7 separate regions of the Mus musculus genome follow, and all the other regions are linked to region 5. The links are chromatin contacts, called in public Hi-C, HiChIP or PLAC-seq and promoter capture Hi-C maps. All regions are on one chromosome and are shown on one strand. Each heading gives the region's core, a stretch centred on a gene start, on an enhancer-like site or on the middle of the called end of the contact. The rest is flanking DNA. Distances are from core to core; before and after follow the strand shown.

Evidence for each region. Promoter capture Hi-C pulls out the DNA fragments that hold promoters and counts their contacts. A called contact is a pair of places that touch in the nucleus more often than the background predicts. HiChIP or PLAC-seq counts read pairs in DNA pulled down with a chosen protein or histone mark.
Region 1: a contact with region 5 is called in a FOXA1 HiChIP or PLAC-seq map of pancreatic cancer cells. The contact joins two enhancer-like sites. A contact is called at or near these places in 2 of 39 promoter capture datasets (liver and stem cell-derived epiblast-like cells), 1 of 484 Hi-C or Micro-C datasets (the G1E-ER4 cell line) and 1 of 115 datasets of contacts at active chromatin or transcription factors (pancreatic cancer cells).
Region 2: a Hi-C map of liver shows a contact between it and region 5, with 2.2 times the contacts expected there. The contact joins two enhancer-like sites. A contact is called at or near these places in 2 of 15 datasets of contacts at CTCF or cohesin (the NIH/3T3 cell line and large pre-B cells), 2 of 484 Hi-C or Micro-C datasets (bone marrow-derived macrophages and liver), 5 of 115 datasets of contacts at active chromatin or transcription factors (CD8 T cells, SST interneurons, T-cell acute lymphoblastic leukemia and 2 more) and 1 of 9 other capture datasets (bone marrow-derived macrophages).
Region 3: a contact with region 5 is called in a promoter capture Hi-C map of liver. The contact joins two enhancer-like sites. A contact is called at or near these places in 11 of 39 promoter capture datasets (the C10 cell line, the HPC-7 cell line, cranial neural crest and 8 more), 2 of 15 datasets of contacts at CTCF or cohesin (CD8 T cells and embryonic stem cells), 7 of 484 Hi-C or Micro-C datasets (the MC38 cell line, bone marrow-derived macrophages, embryonic fibroblasts and 4 more) and 1 of 115 datasets of contacts at active chromatin or transcription factors (cardiomyocytes).
Region 4: a contact with region 5 is called in a FOXA1 HiChIP or PLAC-seq map of pancreatic cancer cells. The contact joins two enhancer-like sites. A contact is called at or near these places in 11 of 39 promoter capture datasets (the C10 cell line, the HPC-7 cell line, cranial neural crest and 8 more), 1 of 15 datasets of contacts at CTCF or cohesin (the NIH/3T3 cell line), 2 of 484 Hi-C or Micro-C datasets (bone marrow-derived macrophages and embryonic fibroblasts) and 6 of 115 datasets of contacts at active chromatin or transcription factors (T-cell acute lymphoblastic leukemia, Th17 cells, acute myeloid leukemia and 3 more).
Region 6: a contact with region 5 is called in a promoter capture Hi-C map of liver. The contact joins two enhancer-like sites. A contact is called at or near these places in 12 of 39 promoter capture datasets (the C10 cell line, the HPC-7 cell line, cranial neural crest and 8 more), 4 of 484 Hi-C or Micro-C datasets (the HL-1 cell line, LSK cells, bone marrow-derived macrophages and 1 more) and 1 of 115 datasets of contacts at active chromatin or transcription factors (CD8 T cells).
Region 7: a promoter capture Hi-C map of liver shows a contact between it and region 5, with 1.9 times the contacts expected there. The contact joins two enhancer-like sites. A contact is called at or near these places in 5 of 39 promoter capture datasets (the 3T3-L1 cell line, 3T3-L1-derived adipocytes, hippocampal neurons and 1 more).

Annotation. Positions count from the first base shown.
Region 1 is chr2:128,736,647-128,739,346 of GRCm38.p6, forward strand. Mertk (MER proto-oncogene tyrosine kinase) reads left to right here. Exons shown (of 19, transcript NM_008587.2): 3 at 1-17; 4 at 1,550-1,723. Among named protein-coding and RNA genes, the nearest start is that of Mertk, 39 kb to the left of the region's middle. Within about 2 kb of position 1,400, at least 100 of the 459 cell types and tissues checked have an H3K27ac peak or open chromatin away from gene starts, as enhancers often do. A contact at or near this core is called in liver and pancreatic cancer cells, where this site is marked.
Region 2 is chr2:128,472,030-128,474,729 of GRCm38.p6, forward strand. No RefSeq gene overlaps it. Among named protein-coding and RNA genes, the nearest start is that of Gm36154, 6.9 kb to the left of the region's middle. Within about 2 kb of position 1,377, at least 6 of the 459 cell types and tissues checked have an H3K27ac peak or open chromatin away from gene starts, as enhancers often do. A contact at or near this core is called in liver, where this site is marked.
Region 3 is chr2:128,608,081-128,610,780 of GRCm38.p6, forward strand. Anapc1 (anaphase promoting complex subunit 1) reads right to left here. Exons shown (of 48, transcript NM_008569.2): 48 at 2,003-2,700. Among named protein-coding and RNA genes, the nearest start is that of Gm39929, 4.0 kb to the left of the region's middle. Within about 2 kb of position 1,296, at least 3 of the 459 cell types and tissues checked have an H3K27ac peak or open chromatin away from gene starts, as enhancers often do. A contact at or near this core is called in liver, where this site is marked.
Region 4 is chr2:128,543,384-128,546,083 of GRCm38.p6, forward strand. The region is part of intron 1 of Gm39928 (a long non-coding RNA gene); the gene reads right to left. Among named protein-coding and RNA genes, the nearest start is that of Gm39928, 5.0 kb to the right of the region's middle. Within about 2 kb of position 1,353, at least 140 of the 459 cell types and tissues checked have an H3K27ac peak or open chromatin away from gene starts, as enhancers often do. A contact at or near this core is called in T-cell acute lymphoblastic leukemia and pancreatic cancer cells, where this site is marked.
Region 5 is chr2:127,889,543-127,892,246 of GRCm38.p6, forward strand. All of the region lies in intron 8 of Acoxl (acyl-Coenzyme A oxidase-like), which reads left to right. Among named protein-coding and RNA genes, the nearest start is that of Acoxl, 36 kb to the left of the region's middle. Within about 2 kb of position 1,284, at least 43 of the 459 cell types and tissues checked have an H3K27ac peak or open chromatin away from gene starts, as enhancers often do. A contact at or near this core is called in T-cell acute lymphoblastic leukemia, liver and pancreatic cancer cells, where this site is marked.
Region 6 is chr2:128,511,771-128,514,470 of GRCm38.p6, forward strand. The region is part of intron 1 of Gm39928 (a long non-coding RNA gene); the gene reads right to left. Among named protein-coding and RNA genes, the nearest start is that of Gm39927, 8.8 kb to the right of the region's middle. Within about 2 kb of position 1,316, at least 5 of the 459 cell types and tissues checked have an H3K27ac peak or open chromatin away from gene starts, as enhancers often do. A contact at or near this core is called in liver, where this site is marked.
Region 7 is chr2:128,831,986-128,834,685 of GRCm38.p6, forward strand. Tmem87b (transmembrane protein 87B) reads left to right here. Exons shown (of 19, transcript NM_001355629.1): 9 at 2,130-2,229. Among named protein-coding and RNA genes, the nearest start is that of Tmem87b, 15 kb to the left of the region's middle. Within about 2 kb of position 1,331, at least 42 of the 459 cell types and tissues checked have an H3K27ac peak or open chromatin away from gene starts, as enhancers often do. A contact at or near this core is called in liver, where this site is marked.

The DNA of each region.
Region 1 (2,700 bases), core at 150-2,649, 850 kb after region 5:
ATACGTGGAAGTTCAAGGTGAGCCCAAAGCCATATCCTGTTGCCGGAGAACAGGGTAGAGCCTGTGTCACATGTCTCCTAAATGACACTCTGGGGGTTTGGTCTGTCACTCTGGGGGTTGGTCTGTCTGTTTATAATTCTGTAAACCTTATGGATCCATTAGTGTTGGAATTTTACAAGACAATTCTCATTTTTACTTTAGAAAATGATGTAATAATGGGCTCTTGGTGTGTGTGTGTGTGTGCACATGTGCCCATGTGCGTGTGTGCACGAGCCCAGAGGATTGTGCATGCTAAGCATTTGCTCCACTATGGGGCCTTTATTGCCTAAGTGTTGCTAAGAGGTGCCACCTTCCACAGTGTCCTTGGCAGCATCGCCATCTTATTACCCCTCTGCCGCACCTTCCACATCCCATTCCCACCAAAAGGCTTTTCCAATGCCCATTCCCTTGTGCACATGAACTTGATGCCCAGGACCACTGCAGAAGGCTTGAGAGAGGGGGGAGGAAGGGACAAAGGAGAGAGTGATACTTACAATGGGTAAGAATGGAGGGAAGAGACAGAAACACTGCCCCTCGGATGAGAATCATAGGGACCTTTGCTTTGGACCCATTCCAGACTGGACAGCTGATGCCAGGATTATGTGGGCATCAGTCAACAAGAGGGCATCCCTACATTTGGAATTAATCTTGTAAAATACAGTATTTAATAGACAACTTACTTATCAGGATCCCAGGAAAGTACACAAGTTGGAGGAAAGTCTGAATCTTGAAAGCTTTGAAACGGAAGAAAAGAAAAAGAATCCTATTATCCTGTGTGGAACCAGATTTGTGAGACACGAGTTTATAAAACCCATGATTAAGTGTTGGGGCTAGCCAGCTTGCCCTGGTAAAATTTTGGGCATGTAGTCCAAACAAGTAATCATTGGCTTTCTTTGAAAATTCCCCAGCTCCCTTGTGGGCCAGATTTTGGAGTTTCAGTAGATTTTAGGATTATAGCTATAGAACTTTGCTGATTATGTCTTCAAGTAACAACTGCTTGCTATAAACGCTTTAGTTTTACACAAATACATGTGTGTGCGGGTGGTTGGGGGTGGACTTCAGAGTCCAGAAGAAGACGCTAGAGCCCTTGAGCTGGAGTTATGGTAGTTGCAAGCTGCCTGATGTGGCTCCTGAGATGAACTTAGATCCCCTGGAAGAGTGGCGAGCACTCTTAAATGCAGCCATCTTCCCTGCTTGCTCTGCTTGTTTTGGTGAGAAATACGGCCAACTTGCCAACCAGTGCCAAGCCCTTGAGCAACAAACACCTGATTTAAAAGCCGGCTATGGATTCCATTCTGGCCAAAGCAGATGAATCACCACTCACAGTGCCTAGAAAAAAAAGTGTCCTAGAAAGCTGGCTGGGGATAGACTGGGAGTCAGAAACCTCTGCCCTCTTTCTTACTCTACTTGGAGGTGACAATTGGCTATGTCAGACCTGGGGAAACCCCCGATCCCTGTCTTTAAAGCTCTGCTTCTGGTTAAAGCATACTCTGCCCTGCTCTCTCTGCAGGACTCCCTTACTTTATTAAGCAGCCTGAGAGTGTGAATGTCACCAGAAACACAGCCTTCAACCTCACCTGCCAGGCCGTGGGCCCTCCTGAGCCCGTCAATATCTTCTGGGTTCAAAATAGCAGCCGTGTTAATGAAAAACCGGAAAGGTCCCCGTCTGTCCTAACCGTACCTGGTAAGTCTAAGCATTATGCTTATGTATTGCATGCATGCATGCATTCATGTGTTTCTTCCCCTCTAACTGTAAAGGTGACAAAACTTTGGTGCCGATTGCTATACCCCAACAGTGGTCAATCAAGAAGGGCAAAAGCAGGTATGGGAACACTAGAGAGGAGTAGGTATATTGGAAAGGAAGTGGGATGTCCAGTTGCCTCCCTTGACAGAATCTAGCCCAGGCATCCAGAGCCCTGCTCACATCTCCATGGCACTGTGGCCTTGCCTTCCTGGCAGGAACTACCCTATAGAAACACTAAAGTAAAGACCTAATTGAGGTTGGATGCTAAGAAAGTGGATCGGTCACGGAGCACTGTGGCAGGAAGTTTGTGAGTCATGGTGGGACTGCTGGTGAATTGACATTCCATGGTCATCTTGATCTCCATCCAAACCAGAATGCCTTGGCTGTGCTCCTGCTCTTGGGCTGCCACTGAAGTTTCCGGTGCCGCTTAAGCCAATGGGCTCCTCTGTGGCTCCCCTGGTTCCCATTTCTGAGCTCCATCTGATGATGTGGCCATGCTCCATCCTTTCTTCCTTTCTCATGCATTCAGCGAGTGTTCAGGAGGGTCCGCTGTGTGCCCGAGGCAGATCTAGGCCTGAGGTCTCAGTGGTGGACGTTTTAAAAGGCACATGATCCTGGCTGTCTTCCCTCTTCACTGCATCTTCTTTGTTGTCAGGCCAGTTCTGAACATCGGGTGCCCAGCTCAGTCCTGGCCCAGCTCCTTTTCCCTCCGAGGCACACCCTCCTGGCTGAGTTCCTCGGGCAGTTTCAATGCCATCTGTGGGATGGCTGCCTGGAACTTTATGTCTTGGGCCCTGCCCTCTCTACTGAGCTCCCGCTCCTGTGTCCAGCCGTCTCCTTAGCTTAAATACTTGTTGAGTGTGTGTGCCTTTTAAAATGCAAGTCGTTCCCCTCAATCTTCTGCCTCAGAATTCCCC
Region 2 (2,700 bases), core at 127-2,626, 580 kb after region 5:
CCAAGACAACTGCCTATATTCTTTGGAAGCCTGTATTCGAGCCTCCCTGATCAATCATCCATGGGGAGGTGGTAACTTGTGCCTAGGGTCCAGATTTCCATGTAAGAACCTGTGTCTTTTTGGAACAGAATTGCTCACTTATGTTTGGTACCTCTGCTCAAACTCCTTTTTAAAGAAATGTATTTTTAACTAGTTTACAAACTAGTGGTGTCTCCTAACAGTTTTTCATACACCCTTAGTTAGGATTAATCCACTCTCTGCCCCTCCTTTCCCTAACTCTGCTCCCACCCCCTCACGAGTTTAGTGACCTTTTCAGGAACCTAGCTTCTGTGTCCTGGATTAGCCCCTATTTCCCCATTTTTCTACCTTTTCCCTTCTTTCAGCTCACTGAGAATCTTTGCATTCTTTTTCCGCGGAGTCTCGGAACAGAGATTATTTATTCGAAGTCTCCTCTCTCTTCTAACGCACGTATTTACTGCCGTAAATTTCCCTCTCAGAGTTCCATGAGTCCCACCCCTCCCCCCTTCTGATATCTGTGCCTTCTCATTTTTATTTAAAAGCAGTTTTTCTTTTTCAGTTTCTCTTGACACTGCCTCTTTGACCAGTGAACTGTCAAGTCTTTGGGGGACTTGTTCATTCACCGCTGTTATTGATTTCTGCCTTATTTATTGGGGTCCAAGAACACACCTGTATGCTTTCAATCTTTGCAGATCTGGTGACATTTCTTTTGTGAGCCAGAATGTGCCCTGTCTCGATGGCTATCTCGGGAGTCCCTGGGGGAAGATGTGTATTCCACTGTCGTTGAATGGATATGCCAGAGAGAGAGAGAGAGGGAAAAAAAAAGATTCCTGTCCTGGATACTTCTCAGATGGCTTTCAATTTAAAAATCAATGAATCTTCTTTTTTGAATTATCTGTTTAATGTTTTTGAACCACGGTTGATCACAGGGAGCTGAAACTGTGGCGAAAGCAGGGCTTTCAGGGTGGAGACTTCCCAGACAGCCTCCTGCCCAAAGCCTCCTTACGTTAACGTCTTGTAACTAACACAGTCCCGTGTCCCGGTTAACGGCGTATTGTTACTGACAAGGTCAACATTTTATTGAGATCTCCTGAGCGTTGCTCTAGGATCCCACTCAGCGCAGCACATTTCGTCTAGTCATCACCCTCCGTAGGCCTCTCTCGGTTGTGATATTGTCTCAAACTTTGATGTCTTTAGACTTGACTAGTTTTGAGGCAGCCTTGTCAAGATGCCTCTTTATTAAAACGTGTCTGAGTCTTTTCCCGTGGTCTAACCGAGGCGGCTAGTATTGGAATGAACACTGAGAAACCATGCTGGTCAGATCCTGTCCAGGATATGCAATGTGATCACGATCAATCAGTTGGCTTTGACCTTAGTAACCAGGCCATGGCAACCTTGGCCAGCTTCCTCTCCTGCCTCACTTTGCTTTTTACACTATTTGGAAGAAGTTATCGGGTTCAGTGAGATCTTGTCTCAAAAAATAAAGTGGGGAGGGACAAAAGAAGATGCGCAAAGCTGACCTCTGGTCTCTATAATCACAAGCACAGGCAAGCAGGTGCTCGGTCTCTGATGTTGGCCCATCCCCCATCAGTTGGTGTCTCTCTCTCTCTCTCTCTCTCTCTCACACACACACACACACACACACACACAGCATTTGCAGCGTGTTTGTCTTGGGTCAGTACCATCCCTTGGGGTTAGTTCCTTTGTGCAAACAGCATGTGGTTCCCGGCCTGGAGAACTTTCTGCAGTGTAGTTTCCTTTGCTGGCGCACGTCGAGTCTGAACTTTCCAGCAATGCCAGTGTCAATGGGATGAATGCAGTGTCCTTTGAAGCTCCTGCTGCTCCTGGACTTGGCTCTGGTCTATTTTGCTTCTTTTATTTGAAACAAGAGAGCTCTATTTATATGAGAAATATTTTAGCTCTCCTTTCAGATCTTTAATGCTTTTTAAAAAAATTTTTTTTTGAGGTTTTTCGGATATCCCCGACAGAATCACCTGAAGGAAATCAACTTTCCCACAGTGTTCACTCTTAATATTTTTTTAACCTCATGTGTTTATTGGCTTGGTGTCCAGCATCTCTGCTCCTGGTTAAATTTTTAGTTCTGTCAAGCCAGGACCCTTGACCATTTTTCCTTTGGCCGTGAGCCCATAACCATGCCCAAAGCAATAAGCACTGTGTAAACACTGATGAAACGAATCGTGTCGAATCCAGTTGAGTCGGTTTCAAGGGGACTTCAAGTTACTAAAAGGTGGGACTTTAGGCTTCAGAAGTTGTTAGCAGAAAAACCCAGCTGTTGGATCACAGGCTCTGCAAGTGTGGCTCTGGGTTGCTGTCTCACCCAAACAGCCTACAAGTGCTGGCTTCAACAATGGAAGTCCTTTCCAGTGCCATGGGTTACAGGTGACTCAGGAGAACATAAGAATAATCCGGGGGTGAGCAGGTGCCTGCCAGGGGCCGTTAAAGGGGTGAGAACAATCTGCTCTTGCCTTCACTGCAAATATAGGACTGGAGCTGGAGGTTGCACAGAGGAACAAACCCGAGAGCCCTGGGAATCCAGTACAGGGCTACTGTAAGAGAGAGCAAGCCATGCAGGAGTGTTGGGAGGATGGACAGAAAGCTCCAGCCCTGGACTAACATCCAGGTGGCCTGCCTTGAGCAGAGGGCACCAACTGTAGCAGAGTG
Region 3 (2,700 bases), core at 46-2,545, 720 kb after region 5:
CTAAAATATGGGGTGGGGGGTGGGGAGTGTTTGTTTTGTTGGCATCTTTAGAATCTCGTTTCCTTAGGAACCGCTCTATTTCCATTAAGTGGTTTAAGTCTTGAGCAGCTGTTTGTCTTATGAGGCTTTGAATTATATAATTGTTTTTCCAGAATAATCTTTCCTTAGTGGACAGGAAATGAATGGCTCATGTCTTTTGCTGGGCCTTGAGAAAAGCCCATTAGTCAGTTTTCTGAAATTAAGAAATGGCCTTGGCTATCCTTGGATGACCTATATTCATGAGCCACATGACTCTCCCTTCCACAACATCTACATTTTACAGGAAACCTTTCCCCTGAACTATTACTAGTATAGAAGAATTTATCCTTAAGAACTGTTTGTTCACGGTCCTTTAGGGAATGACATGGTCTTTCACAATGGGCATTTTGTTTTTAAACCTCCTGTAATTGTTTGCCTAACTATAACCCAATTGTGAGCATTTACTTCTATGTCTGCAGTAGTTTTACTCCATTCATAAAAGTTTTATTCCATTCAGCATTAGCATTCTCAAAAGCTAGAGACTCAATTAAACCTTCTCCAGCATTTGGATCTGACACCACTGTACTCAGAGTTATAGTTAATCTTAGTTAAAAAAAAAGTCAGTGAAAGGTTCATTTGAACCCTGGGTTATCTTTGTAAATGATTCAGATCGTCCCTGTAGTTCAACCTTGTCCCAAGCATTTAGGAAAAAGCCAATTATTAAGGTTAAAATTGAGGATTGTTAACGTGATGTCATAATAAGTAATATGCTCTCTCTTCTATATCTATTCTATTTCTACCTTGGAATCATTTTAAAGAGCATTAGACAAACTCCAAAACCTGTTAGTGTCTCTCATCTTTACATGCCTATATCTTTAAACTTACCTTTTTTTTTTTACTTATATGTATATGCTAATTTTAATATCCAATTCCTTTTTAGTAAGTACACTGTAGCTGTCTTCAGACACTCCAGAAGATGGCGTCAGAGCTCATTAAGGATGGTTGTGAGCTGCCATTTGGTTGCTAGGATTCGAACTCAGGACCTTCGGAAGAGCAGTCAGTGCTCTTAACCCCTGAGCCATCTCACCAGCTCCCCTTTTTAGTTTTAAAATACAATTGTTTTACCTTTCTCGAGTTTCAGTGTGCTCAGATTCCTTTGTCTCCCTCTGTTCTTCAGCTCAGGATACTGCAGTGTTTCCTGCTCCTAGGTTTACAGGGATGGGCGAATCTGTTTCTGTCTCTGGGTCCCAGCAGTCCGGAGCTCTTGTGTATTTGCACAGATACACGTTGTGACCTTTCCCCACTCTGGAAAGGCGGGGTAAACCCTGCCTTATGCCATCAGGGTTTCACTGAGGGCTGTTTTTTAAACCTCTGAATTCTGGCTGCATGATCTGGATGACTGACCCCTGTCCCTGTGGCCCGTTGCAGGTGTTTCCCAGGCAGGTCCCCACCAGCTACAGTGAGGGAGAGGTCTTCTTTGGTCCACAGAAAAGTGTGCCAAAGTTCAGCAAGTGTTGTAACCTTAAAAGTGCTCCTCTGCTCCTTCAGTGGCAGCAGGCAGGCTCTTTGCTCCTTCAGTGGCAGCAGGCAGGCAGGCAGGCTCTTTTGGTCTGAGACACTGCATGCTCACTGGCCTCAAATTGTTTATTCACTTTCCATCCAGGACTTTATCTGTTTAGTATGAAATTAAAAGGTTTGGATTTCTTGCCTTATATGTTTAGTGTCATCTGTTAAAAACCAAGTTTTCCTCCTGACCCCAAGCTCCCAAATAAGAACCTGCATGCAACCATCTTCTTTCTGTGGATTTGCTCCTCCCCAGCCTAGAATCCTTACTGCCTATCAGATGTCCCACCTTCTATTTCCTGCTTCAGCTTCAGGCAAATCAGCTTTTAACTGACAGGTACTGCATCCATACAGTACACAGGAGCTTTTCTCTATACACACATGCACCCAAACACCAGAGAATCACTGGCATACCAAAGTAATGACATTGCTAAAGTCCAACTTTAGCAATATAATGAGTTTATTGGGGTCACTTGTAGGAATAGGGGTTTGTGTTGTTCCAGGAGCAGGAACGACTCAAAAAGCAGCTCTATCACCAAAGCCCACATCATCATGGGTAACAACTCTACACAACTTGCAGGCTGCTTGACTAGTCAGGGAATCTCCTCTCCCAGGCAGCCAGGCCTTCTCTGGGGAGCTCTGCTGGTAAGTCAATCTGTCCCATTCTGTCCTGTTCCCATACAGTTCCATTTCTACAACCTTGGGAAAGCACTTTGTGACTCTTAAGCTTCAGCTTCCTAAGACACGTGATGCTTATTTAGTGTCTTGGGGCTCCCCTCCCCTTCTTCCTGGAAGGATGTTTCAAGCAGAAGAAAATTACCATGTAACACTAGCTGCTGGCTTCTGTCCTTGTTTTAGGTACCCACCCTCCACCTATGAGGTGACCATGACACCATGACCCAACATGTCTTGAGTTCTTAAAACACGTGGTCTGCAGCCTCACAAGGCAGAGACTTGAGACATCATTAGCTACAGAGAAAAGCTAGCAGCTCAGCTAAACATTGGAGTATAAAAGAACAGGAATTAAGATCTGGCAGGTGCTTATAAATCTTACTAAATTTATTATGAAGTTCCTGTTTTAAAATTCTGATATGTTTCAAGAAAAAAAAAAGTCTTAAA
Region 4 (2,700 bases), core at 103-2,602, 650 kb after region 5:
CTCAAACTTAGAGATCTGCCTGCCTCTGCCTCGTGAGTTTTGGGATGAAAGGCATGGGCCACCACTCCCAGCTTTAGTTACTTTTCTTATTGCTATGACCTAATGCAGGACAAGAAGCAACTTGAAAGTAGGAGGGTTTCTCTTGGCTTACAGTCTAAGAGTCAGGATAGTCCATCTTGGCAAGGAAGGCCCGGCAGCGGGAGAGTAAGGCATCTTGCCGCACTGTGCATGAAGGAACCAGATGACAGATCTGAGGTGAGGCCTGGCTATAAAAACTTAAGACCGTTTCTCTAACGACCCACTTCCTCTAGCAAGGCTCTATCCACTAAAAGTTTTGTAATCCTTCAAAACAGCTCCACCAGCTGGGCACAAGTGCTCAAACACACCATCCTTAAACCATAACACTCGCTTGTGGTATTCTAACCCATCTATGGTCCGACTACAGACTAAAGCCCCAGGCCCACAGGTAAACTAGGCCCACAGGTGAGAACGGTGGTGAAAGAGCCAGCTTTAATCCCCAGTTTTGCTTCTGCTCTGTTTCACTAGCAAACGGCAACCACTCGGAGACCTGCAGCGAAGGGCCCAAGCTGGTGTGTCCTTTCCCTTTCCCTTCTGTAGAGTGCAGAGAAGCCTCACCTTTTGTTTTAAGGAAACCCTGAAAAATCCCACTTCAGGCCTGAGCAGCAAAGGAGGCCGGAGGCCCCTGCACCTCAGAAGACAGTGGTTCTAGTCAGTCTGTTATTGTTAGTCACAAGAGTGTCTGCATCTGGTAATAACAGCTGTCCAGTGTCTGGAGGCCCAACAAGGTGGAAAGAATCCCAATGCAGAGCTTAAACATATACTCTATATCTAAGGAGCAACAGAATTTGAGGTGAGAGATGTTGGCTTCTATACAGAAGCAGAGCCAAGATTTGAGCACACACACACACTTCCGAGGCAGGGATTTGCTTCCATGGGGCTGAGAGGGTCCAGAGGACTGGCTCAGTAAGGTGAGTAACTCAAATAAATGATCTGATACCTCCACTCCAAGCTAACTTGAGCACCACAGAAGCCTGGCTCGTTATCGGTGCCCAGGGATGCCCACTGCTTATCTACGATTCACATTGGCACTGTAAGTGACTTGCTGGGTCTCATGTTCAGTGTATCTCCTCTCTACCAGACTGGGGCAGCCCCGGGACTACAGGGGGCAGGCAGTGCTCTTTCAGACACCCAAACATCTGTTGTTCTTGCTAAGTAAAAACAAGTGACTAGTCACAGCAAAACCATGAAAGAAAACCACAAGTGACCTAAGGATTTCTGACTCACCCTTCAACCTGGGTACTTTGTGACATTCCAACCAGAGCTCTCAGCCACCTGCAGCTGAGCTGAGAACTGCAGTCCCTTTGTCTCCCTGGCTCAGGGTAATTACCCTGCCCCCAGATGGCTTTTGCCTTCAGAACAAAATAAAGAAAAACCACCTCCCCCCACTAAGCCCAAGTGACTAAGAAAAGCTGGCAGGGACCCTCCCTCAGACCATAATTGTGGGAACCTCTTGCAAAACAATTTTAGTTGCCAGATAAACTGTGTCTTTTCCCAGCAGCCAAGTGCCACACCTTAGAGACTGGGTGAGAGATTTCTTTTGAGATATCACTGAGCAGATGTGAAGAACTGGGCCTCCTCTGTCCACTAGGGAGCGCTGTGTAGAGATGCATCCTGAGAGGCCTGAACAGCCTACATGCTGTGTGTGTGTGCAGGGCACCAAAGTGTTCTAGCTAGCAGGGTTCTGTGCTCAGGCTTGGAATTAGCAGCCTCCTGATGGGAGAGGGTTCATACTGGGTGCCAGTCAAGACCCTTTCTCTGTGGGATGGGCAACTGTGACAAGGCCATCTGTCTAAGAGGATACAGGAGCCGGACAAACACCACCTTCACGTTAGAAACAGTGCCACAGTGAGTTGTCGTGTTCTGTAACACCTAGCTCAGGCCTTTGGGGATCACACCTGACAAAACTGGAGCCAGACCTCAAGCCAAGTGCAGCTTCCAAAAATTGTATTGCATGGTTCTCTGAACACAGAAAACTTCCTTTTCCTCAACACTGCCCAATATAGATGGCCTATAAGGAACTAGGGATACGGTCAGTCTCCTCACAGCAGGGGGAAGGGCAGGAAACAAGCACAGAAAGCCTCCCCTCCATCACCTGAGCTGCTAGGCTCCTCGGTTCAGCTGCCTACAAGTGTCAGGCTGCCAACAGACGGTCTCTGCTCCCTGCACACCAACTGCTGGGTGCAATAAGCACCTCACTGCTAAAGCAGTAAGGAGTTAGCGATGCAGAGAAGATGCGCGGGCAGGGTTATGAAGGGATTGCCTAGGCAGCTCCACGGAGAAGAGCAGCCTGCACCATGATCAGGGACTGTGCATCAAGGAACCTTACTGGTTGAGAACAGTATCTTTAAGGAGGTCACCTACACAGAGAGTCTCCCTTCTGGCTAATGGTCTCTCAAAACATGACCACGCCACCTTAGGTGTGGCTGGTTCTCCCAGCTCATTTTTGTAAAATGTTTATTTATTTTTATATGTAGGGGTGTTTTAACTGTATGCATGTCTGTGTACCACATGCATGCAGTGTCTTCAGAGGCCAGAAGAGGGTGTAAGAAACTCTGCGACTGGAGTTACTGATGGTTGTGAGTTGTCATATGGGTGCTGGGAACAGAACCCAGGCCGTCT
Region 5 (2,704 bases), core at 34-2,533:
TGTGTCAACTATGGCGTGGAACCTTCCCAGGACCAACCACCAGAGGGCAGCAAAGACCAATTTGCGGATTGTTTCCTGACTGCTTATTTGCTTTGCTTTGGGTGTCAGAAGTGGCTGGAATTTTGCCGTTGTCAGCGGTTTATTCGGCTTCTTATCAACCACAAGTGCTGACTTTAAAAGGGCAATGGTCACTGTGAGAGTGGGGGAGCCTCAGCTGTGTGATTGCTGGGCTCAAGATCAAGCTTGTAAATAAGCTATGGTTATTTTGATGACTCCAGGGCATAATTTGACTCATAAATGTCTCCTAAAATCAAATGAACCCAACAAAACCAAAGCCCGTTGTATCACTTTGGATGGGTATAAAAATGCTTACACATTGTCGTGTTGACTCTATGGCAATTGCTTATGTTTTTACAACAGAAACGTAAACATTTATCTTTATTTTGAGTCAGGGTCTTGCAATGTATCTCTGCCTGGCTTTGAACTCCCCTTATAGACCAGGTTGGCCTCTAACTCAGAGAGATATCCCTGCCTCTTCAGGCCAGTTACTGGGATTAAAGACATATATACCGCAATATTTATCTTTTAAAAGATTAATCTGCCGCACTTTCCTCCAAAGTGAGGAGCCAGAGCTCAGTACAGCTAGAGATAAGCTTGTGTGTTGAAAGTGTGTGGAAGAACTACCGTTTTGAGCGCAGTTCCTTTTATATGGGCCCAATTTGTTCCCTTTCAGCACTGCGATGATGATAGAGATGACCTGGTGCATACCCCACAGAGACTCAGAGTGTACCAAAGAAACTAGACCATTGAAAGGGAGCATCCAGGGTTACCCTGGCAAGGGGACAGGGGCAGGTGGTGGTCGGGATCCAGGGCTAGCACCTTATAGAAGGAAAGCCCTAGGGTATTGTGGGTTGGAAGGGACCTCGGAGATTGTGTTCTATACTAAGCCCCACTGCTCTCCATGGTTGGGATTGAATCTAAGAATTCCTACATGAAGAATACAAACTCGGTCGCTCAGCTGCGCCCCACCCCCTCTTTTATAGAAATATTTCCGAGTAAGGCCTCTTGATCCCTGGCAGAGTGACCTAGAGTTGGCATGCAGCCCATCTTTCTTGAGTCACACAGCTAGGTCGTGCTTACAGATAGATGGACACTCTCAGCGCCTGTGGTAGGAGTGGAGTTTTTCAGTGCTGAAGGAGAGGGAAGTCCTTGGGCGTTCCTCCCTGTTTGATGTGGCATAGGGAACTTTAGCTGCTGTGACTGTGCCAGCAGTTCAAGGATCAGCACTGCTTGTCAGTGAGTCATCAGAGGCCAAACAGGCCTCTGGGAACCCAGCCTTCTGAGGCTCCAGGTACAGCCACGGCAGCCATGGGGACTGGGACACATGGCTGTGGACTGTTTTTCAGATGTTCCTTGCTTGGGTCCTGCTAGGAAGGAAGCTGGCCTTCCTCAGCTCTGTGGCCCACTTACTTGGGACAGAGGGTATCTGGGCTACAGCTGTAGGGAGCTGCATTGTTTCATGGAGACTGTCACCTGTCACTGGGAATCATCGTCTGTGCCACCTGGAAGGTTGGACAATGACAACCGATGGCTGGCAGGTTTTCCTCAGTGTTTCTGCCTGAAGCCATTTCCATGTAAGATGGTCCCTGTGAAGGGGACTGTCCCTTTTCTTCACATTTCACTCTGTCATGTTTCTGTCCCTTGCTTTAGTAGATTCACAGAGAAAGGGATTGAAAGAGAAAAGCCACAACTGTGGCTGGCTTTTGTTGAGAGCTTCCTGTTAAGGGACAGCATTTGAAGCATGCTATGAGCAATCACAGTTCATCTCGGCAGTCCTGTAAGGTGGATATTCTCATGAGTCTTGTATTTAGTTGAGAAATGTTGTGATCTAAAACAACATAGCAGTTTGTCCAGGGTTTGTCAGGGCTCACAGTTCACTAGGGTCCAGTTCTTACCGTGCAGGCAGGGTAGTTTTCAGGTGATAAGTCTTTGAGTGTCTTGCATAAGCCCTAGCCACAGCTGCTCCTGGATCACTGTGTGGTATACAGTCATGTTTGCTTTGATTAACTGAGCTTAACCAAAGATTTAAAAATTGTCTACATTGAAAGTCATAGAGATTCTACCCAAACTGGAATTTGTCAGATGTCAGCTGGCTAGTGGCAGGGCCAGAATCTAGGCCTCCACCCCATCTAGTGGCTCTATAGTAGGCTGCTGGCTTTTTCTAAGAGTAGTACCTTTCCGTGGTCCCAAGCATCTGTGTGCCAGGAGGGCTAATGAAGGGCTGAGGCCCGAGGCTTCTTCATACAGATGTTCTTTTATGGGGAAAGGAGCCATTTATGGCAAACATTTATGGAAGGTGTCCAGAGGAATTTTAAAAAACTCAATCCACTGTAATAATTTTCTTTCTTTTTTTCTGTTTGTTTGTTTATTTGTTTTTCAAGACAGGGTTTCTCTGTGTAGCCCTGGCTGTCCTGGAACTCACTTTGTAGACCAGGCTGGCCTTGAACTCAGAAATCCACCTGCCTCTGCCTCCCAAGTGCTGGGACTAAAGGCATGCGCCACCACTGCCCGGCTTGTAATAATTTTCTATGCCTAGTCTACAATAAACTTTAATAGGTCAAAAAAGGTTTATCTCTCATTATAGATATTTAAAAATTCCCTGGGCCTTTTTAGTCAGACACCACAAAACTCTGAGGGGAGGAGC
Region 6 (2,700 bases), core at 66-2,565, 620 kb after region 5:
TCAGCCAGGGCCCTGTTTATTGTTGCTAGAGAGGAATGCGGGAGAGGGACGGAAGAGAGACTTTGTCTTAGGGAAATATTGCATAGGATAGCATGCTGCTCTGAGAGGCAAAAAGATGGAGAGATGACCCTTGCTTCTGCAGTTGTCCTTGCATTAAAGCCACCTTTGTGCTATGGTGGCACTATACTATCTATTAACAGAACGAGGAAGGGACTAGGTAAATGGACTAGTGAATAAATGCAAGTATAAGGACCGGCATTCAGAGATCCAGGCTGCCCGTGTCAGCCAGCCTATAATTCCAACACTCAGGAGGTTGATACAGGGGCTCTTCCAGAGCAAGCTCGCTAGCTACTCAAGCCCATAGCATCAGTATCTGGGTTCAACTGAGAGACCTGGCCTCAAAGAACAAAGCAGAGCTGCCAAGGAAAACATCTAAAGCCAACATTGTACATGCATATACACCATTATCCACATGAGCCCACACACATTAGGAACATACACACTACACACACCTGCACATTAAAAAGTAAAATTTAAATAAATAAAATTTAGAGGAGTAGGTAATACTTGAGTGTAAGAAGGCCCTAGGGACTTTACAGAGCAAAGGACAACATACACAGAGACATACACACACACACAGACATACACACATAGACATACCTACACAGAAACATACGTATACACACAGATAGGTAGATATAGATATAGGTATAGGTATAGATATAGATATATACACTAAGATATGTACACACAGATACACACATATATACACATATACAAACATACATATACACATACATATGCACACATAGACATAAACATAGCCACACATAAACACATACATGCATGCACACGTGCACATGGATATACCTATACACAGACATATATATATACATACATATATATGCACACATGCACATACAAACACCCACATGTACACAAATATCTATACACACCTGACACTAGGCATCTCGGTCATTTTGTACAGTGGATTAAGGTTTGTCATTGTTATTGGAGACAACAACCTTTGTCTCCACAGCACAAGGTTAACCAGAGTAATGACTGCAAACACCTCTACAAAGTCCACACAACATAAAGTCCTAAGAACAAATGGGTTCAGGCTGGTTTTGTCCTCCCACCTCGAAATAGCCAGCTGTGGGCAGGCAGGGAGGGTTCATCCTGCAGGGCAGCAGTCTTTCCTGCTCTATCCTCCCACGCTGCACAGACAAATGCACTGTTTCCCCTAGGATAACCTCGCTGTCACTCTCTCTGCTGCTGAGTGTCACCTGACTTGAAAGTGGCTCTCTATGACCCAAAGGGTAAAGGTCTAACCGGTTTCTTCATGAAGCACTATCACTCACTGACTTACCGTGATAACGTTCCTTAAGCCAGTGTGAAAAATGGCCAAGATGCCTAATGCTGGCCTTGGGCCTGAGCAGGGAGAACATGTGTCTCCTATTCAGGAGAATGGGGGTTTCCCCCCCTCATATCTCAAGTGTCCCAGATGTTCTATGCCTTATCTATGGCTGTTCAAACAGAATGCATTGCTCATAGTCCTGGACAGTAAGTGTATGGGGAACTGACTTAGATCCTAAAAGTCCTGTTTCCCTATAAAACAACAATAGTATTAGTTCTGACAACTGTCATCCTCACAAATGTCCAGTTGAGGTAGAGAGAGAGAGAGAGAGAGAGAGAGAGAGAGAGAGAGAGAGAGGCAGAGGCAGAGGCAGAGGCAGAGACAGAGAGGTGTGTGTGTGTGGGGGGGGGGGGGGTTGTGTGCCAGTACGTTTGCCTGTGCTTGCTCATGTAGAGGCCAGAAGTTAACTTTGGTTGAATTTTTGTAAAAACATTTTTATTTATTCATTTTGTGTACATGTGGGGCTGGGGAATATGTCACGTGCATGCTACAGTGAACACATTCAGATGTGAAGACAAGTTCTGCGGGTCAGTTCTCTTCTTCCATCATGTGGATCCTGGGAATTGAACTCAGGTTGTCAGGCTTAGTGACAGACACCTTAACGCACAGAGCCTCCTCAAGAGCCTCTGATTGGCTTATTTTTTGAGATAAACTCTCACAATGAACCTAGACTGGCTAGCCAGTGAGCTCTGGGAATCCTCTTATCTCTGCTACCTTCCCTACCCAACCCTGGGGTTGCAGGTACCTGCTGCCACACCCAGGTCCTCATGCTTGAGTGGTGAGTGCTTTGCCCACTGAGCCATCCCCCGCCCCTCTCTGAGATCTTGGATTTCCCATCAAACTCTTTTTCCTTTGTGTATTCTGAATGCTGTGCACATTGTTTACCCAACCTTTGCAGAGCTTTAAGCCACGGGTCAGCCGTGTGGTGTCTCTCAGTTCACACTGAGCCCTACTGCGCCTCTGAATCCTGCTCCTCCTTCTTTCCTGACTGTAGGCTAGACACTACAAGTCTTTACCATCTCCATCCATAGAGCTCGGTGATTTCATTCTTAGACATAGTCTTGTCACTACCATAGTCTTATAAAGGACACCAAGTGTCTTAATAAAGGACACCAAGTTCTGAAAGAGCAGAGCCCTGCCTGGCGAGAGGAACCAGGATCTCTGGGAGGTACCAAGCCATGCTGGGCTGTGACAAGCTCACTCTTTGCCTCCTGCTCCTGACCCAGAACTTCTAATGCTGTCGCAAGCTCCTGAGTGTGGCGATGTCTTTATTGTTCATTAGG
Region 7 (2,700 bases), core at 81-2,580, 940 kb after region 5:
ACCAGTGTCGTCTGGTGCATAAGCATGTGCACTGCACAGAGTGACAGTTTAGAGTAGCACCCTGATCATCCGAGCTAGAACATGTGCTCTCTCCTTTTTTTTCTTTCTAATTTTCCTTTTTGGAAAAAGAAAATTTCCCATTCTCTAATTATATTAAAACAATACCAAGATATGGGTAAGGGCACCTTAAGTGTCGCCAGTGATTTTAATATTTTACTTTTCTGAGTTTTGTTTTTTTCTCTCCTTGGAAAAAAGAAAAGAAAGGCTCTTGAGCCCCAGAGAGTAAGTCTGTGGTATCTGTAGTCTGTGCTCTCCTCTTCTCTTCACCCTGCAAAAGCTTCCTATGATCAAAGGAGGTCCTACCATGGTTTGCACAGTGGGATGCTTGAAGCTGGCTAGGCTGCTGTTTCAGATATGTGCGTTGGCTTGGAGAAGATAGAGACAAACGGGTCACAGGAGTGAGCACTTGGTCTTACCACTGACACTTTGAAGATTTCAAAGGGGTAAAAATGTCCTTTTGAATGCAGTTACAAATGAGTTTGGCATCAATTATTAACAGGCATAGTGATGCTAGCCAACTCTAGGGAAAAAAACTGAATTGAAATATACATGCCACTTTGGACTCATGTTGCTATTTATTGGAGCTGAGTGGTGGATTCATAGTAATTTATCACACTAATTTCTCTCTGTTGAGGAATGTTTGAAATTTCTGAAAAAAGCATATCTACAAAAGACTAAACAAAGGCCAACATGGAGGACTACGTGGTAGAGCTGTTCCTGCTATATATGGCTTGTGTATACATGCACAGAGATGTTTGCATATGTGCTCTAAGTCAGATATCGAAGTGCTGGGGGTGTATCCCAGTGGTGGTAAATTGCCTAGCTTACATAGGCCCTGGACTCCTTCCCAAGTACTGTCAGGGTCAGGGGGAGGTCGTATAAGATGATAAAGCATTAGGGTTGGAACAGGACTGAGTGTCAGAGAAGGTAGCTCATCCCCTTTCTGTTCTGGGAAGGATCTCTTACCTAGAGAGAGCAAGGGTGGTATGGACTGAAGAATAGCAAAACCCAGAGGTCTATGAAGAAATGAAATACCACTTGGGGCCATCAGAGAATCCAAGTCCTTCATCTGAGGTGTCATCAAAGGGGTTAGCAAAGAAACTATGAGTCACTGTCAGTATGTTTGAAGAGTCCTACAAAGCCCATGTACTAAACATTTTTGACTTTGCACACCACATGATCTCTGATGACTCAGCTCTGACCTGAGTAAAACACAGCCACAGACAACAATAAGCAAGTAAGCATGTCTGTGTTATGATAAAACTTGGCTTACAGAAATATGCAAGGACAGATTTCAACATCAAGTCTGGACTCCATAACAGAGTCCCCAGAGCCACGAGTGCTCCTGGTCTCTCTGTTTTATACTCCGACATTGCACTCTACTGCATATACACTGTGCTTTCCTCTCTTTTTGTGCTTCCCAAGGGCTATATTTGCCCTTTTCTTCCTCCACATATATCCACTTAGTCTGTAAATCCTCATTTCCAGACCAGTTATGTGCCCCCCAGATGTGTATTAGGTTGCTCTTTCTCCTAGTCCCAGGGTTACTGTGTCACATGCAGCCCTCCCCGTGCTGAGTTGTGTCTGCTTACATGTCCTAGCCAGAGTTCAAAGTCTATGCAGATAGAGCTCAAGGTGCCTCTCATATATATAGCAGGAGCACAATGAATACTTGCATTTCTTTTTATGGGTTAGAGTTTGAACCCAGCGCCTTGTGCATTCTAGACCAGTACTGTAAGTATACATCTTAAGTGAATAAATGACAAAGGTACTAGAAAAAAGAGAACTTCAGAGGGCATGATGGCTTTCAGATATTTGCTGTACATGAAGAGGGATGTAGCTGGAGGGGAGCTCTGATAGGTTTCAGGTTGACATAAGAAAACTGCCCAATAGAGCTAGCTGATCACACCTGTGGTGAGTCCTCAGGAGGTAGTGTTGCCTTTCACTGAGGCCTGGAATATCAGTTGATGTCAATGTTGATGCACAGTAATTTTTTAGCGTGTGTCAATGTCACTGTACAGGTCTTCAAGAGTACACACAACCAGTTGTTTTCTTTTCTTGTTCCTCAGCTCAAGGTTTACTGATATTTGCAGAGCTGATATCTGCAGTTAAGAGGACATTGGCTCGCCTGCTTGTGATCATTGTGAGCTTGGGTTATGGCATTGTGAAGTAAGTATTGCTGTGATGAACAGCTCTCGACAACTCTCCAGTCTAGTGCTTCAGCTCATGTGTACCAGGACCTCTGTGGAACTGGGGGCTTGTCAGTTGCTACCTGAATCCCCAAGGGGAAACTCTGCGGGAACATGGGTTTAAAAAAAAAACTTGAATGGACTAGCCATTTTATATTGTCTCCAAATGAAGATCCGGAATTGAATCCCTGTAGCCAAGGTGTCCTGAGCATCCTAAGTGTGGAGATTATAAGCATTGCCACCACACCTTAACTTTAGTGGTCTATGTCTTACTGTAAAGGTGCAGCAAATCCAGACCCAGAGTTTGGAACCGTAATAACTAGAGACCACCATTTATTTTCTAGTGGACATTCCATCCTCTTTTGCCCTACAGACCACAAGGCCATGAAGTTCTGGACACCCTGTTCTAACATGAGGTCTACTAAGAGAGCTCCATAAAAGGTCCAGAAAC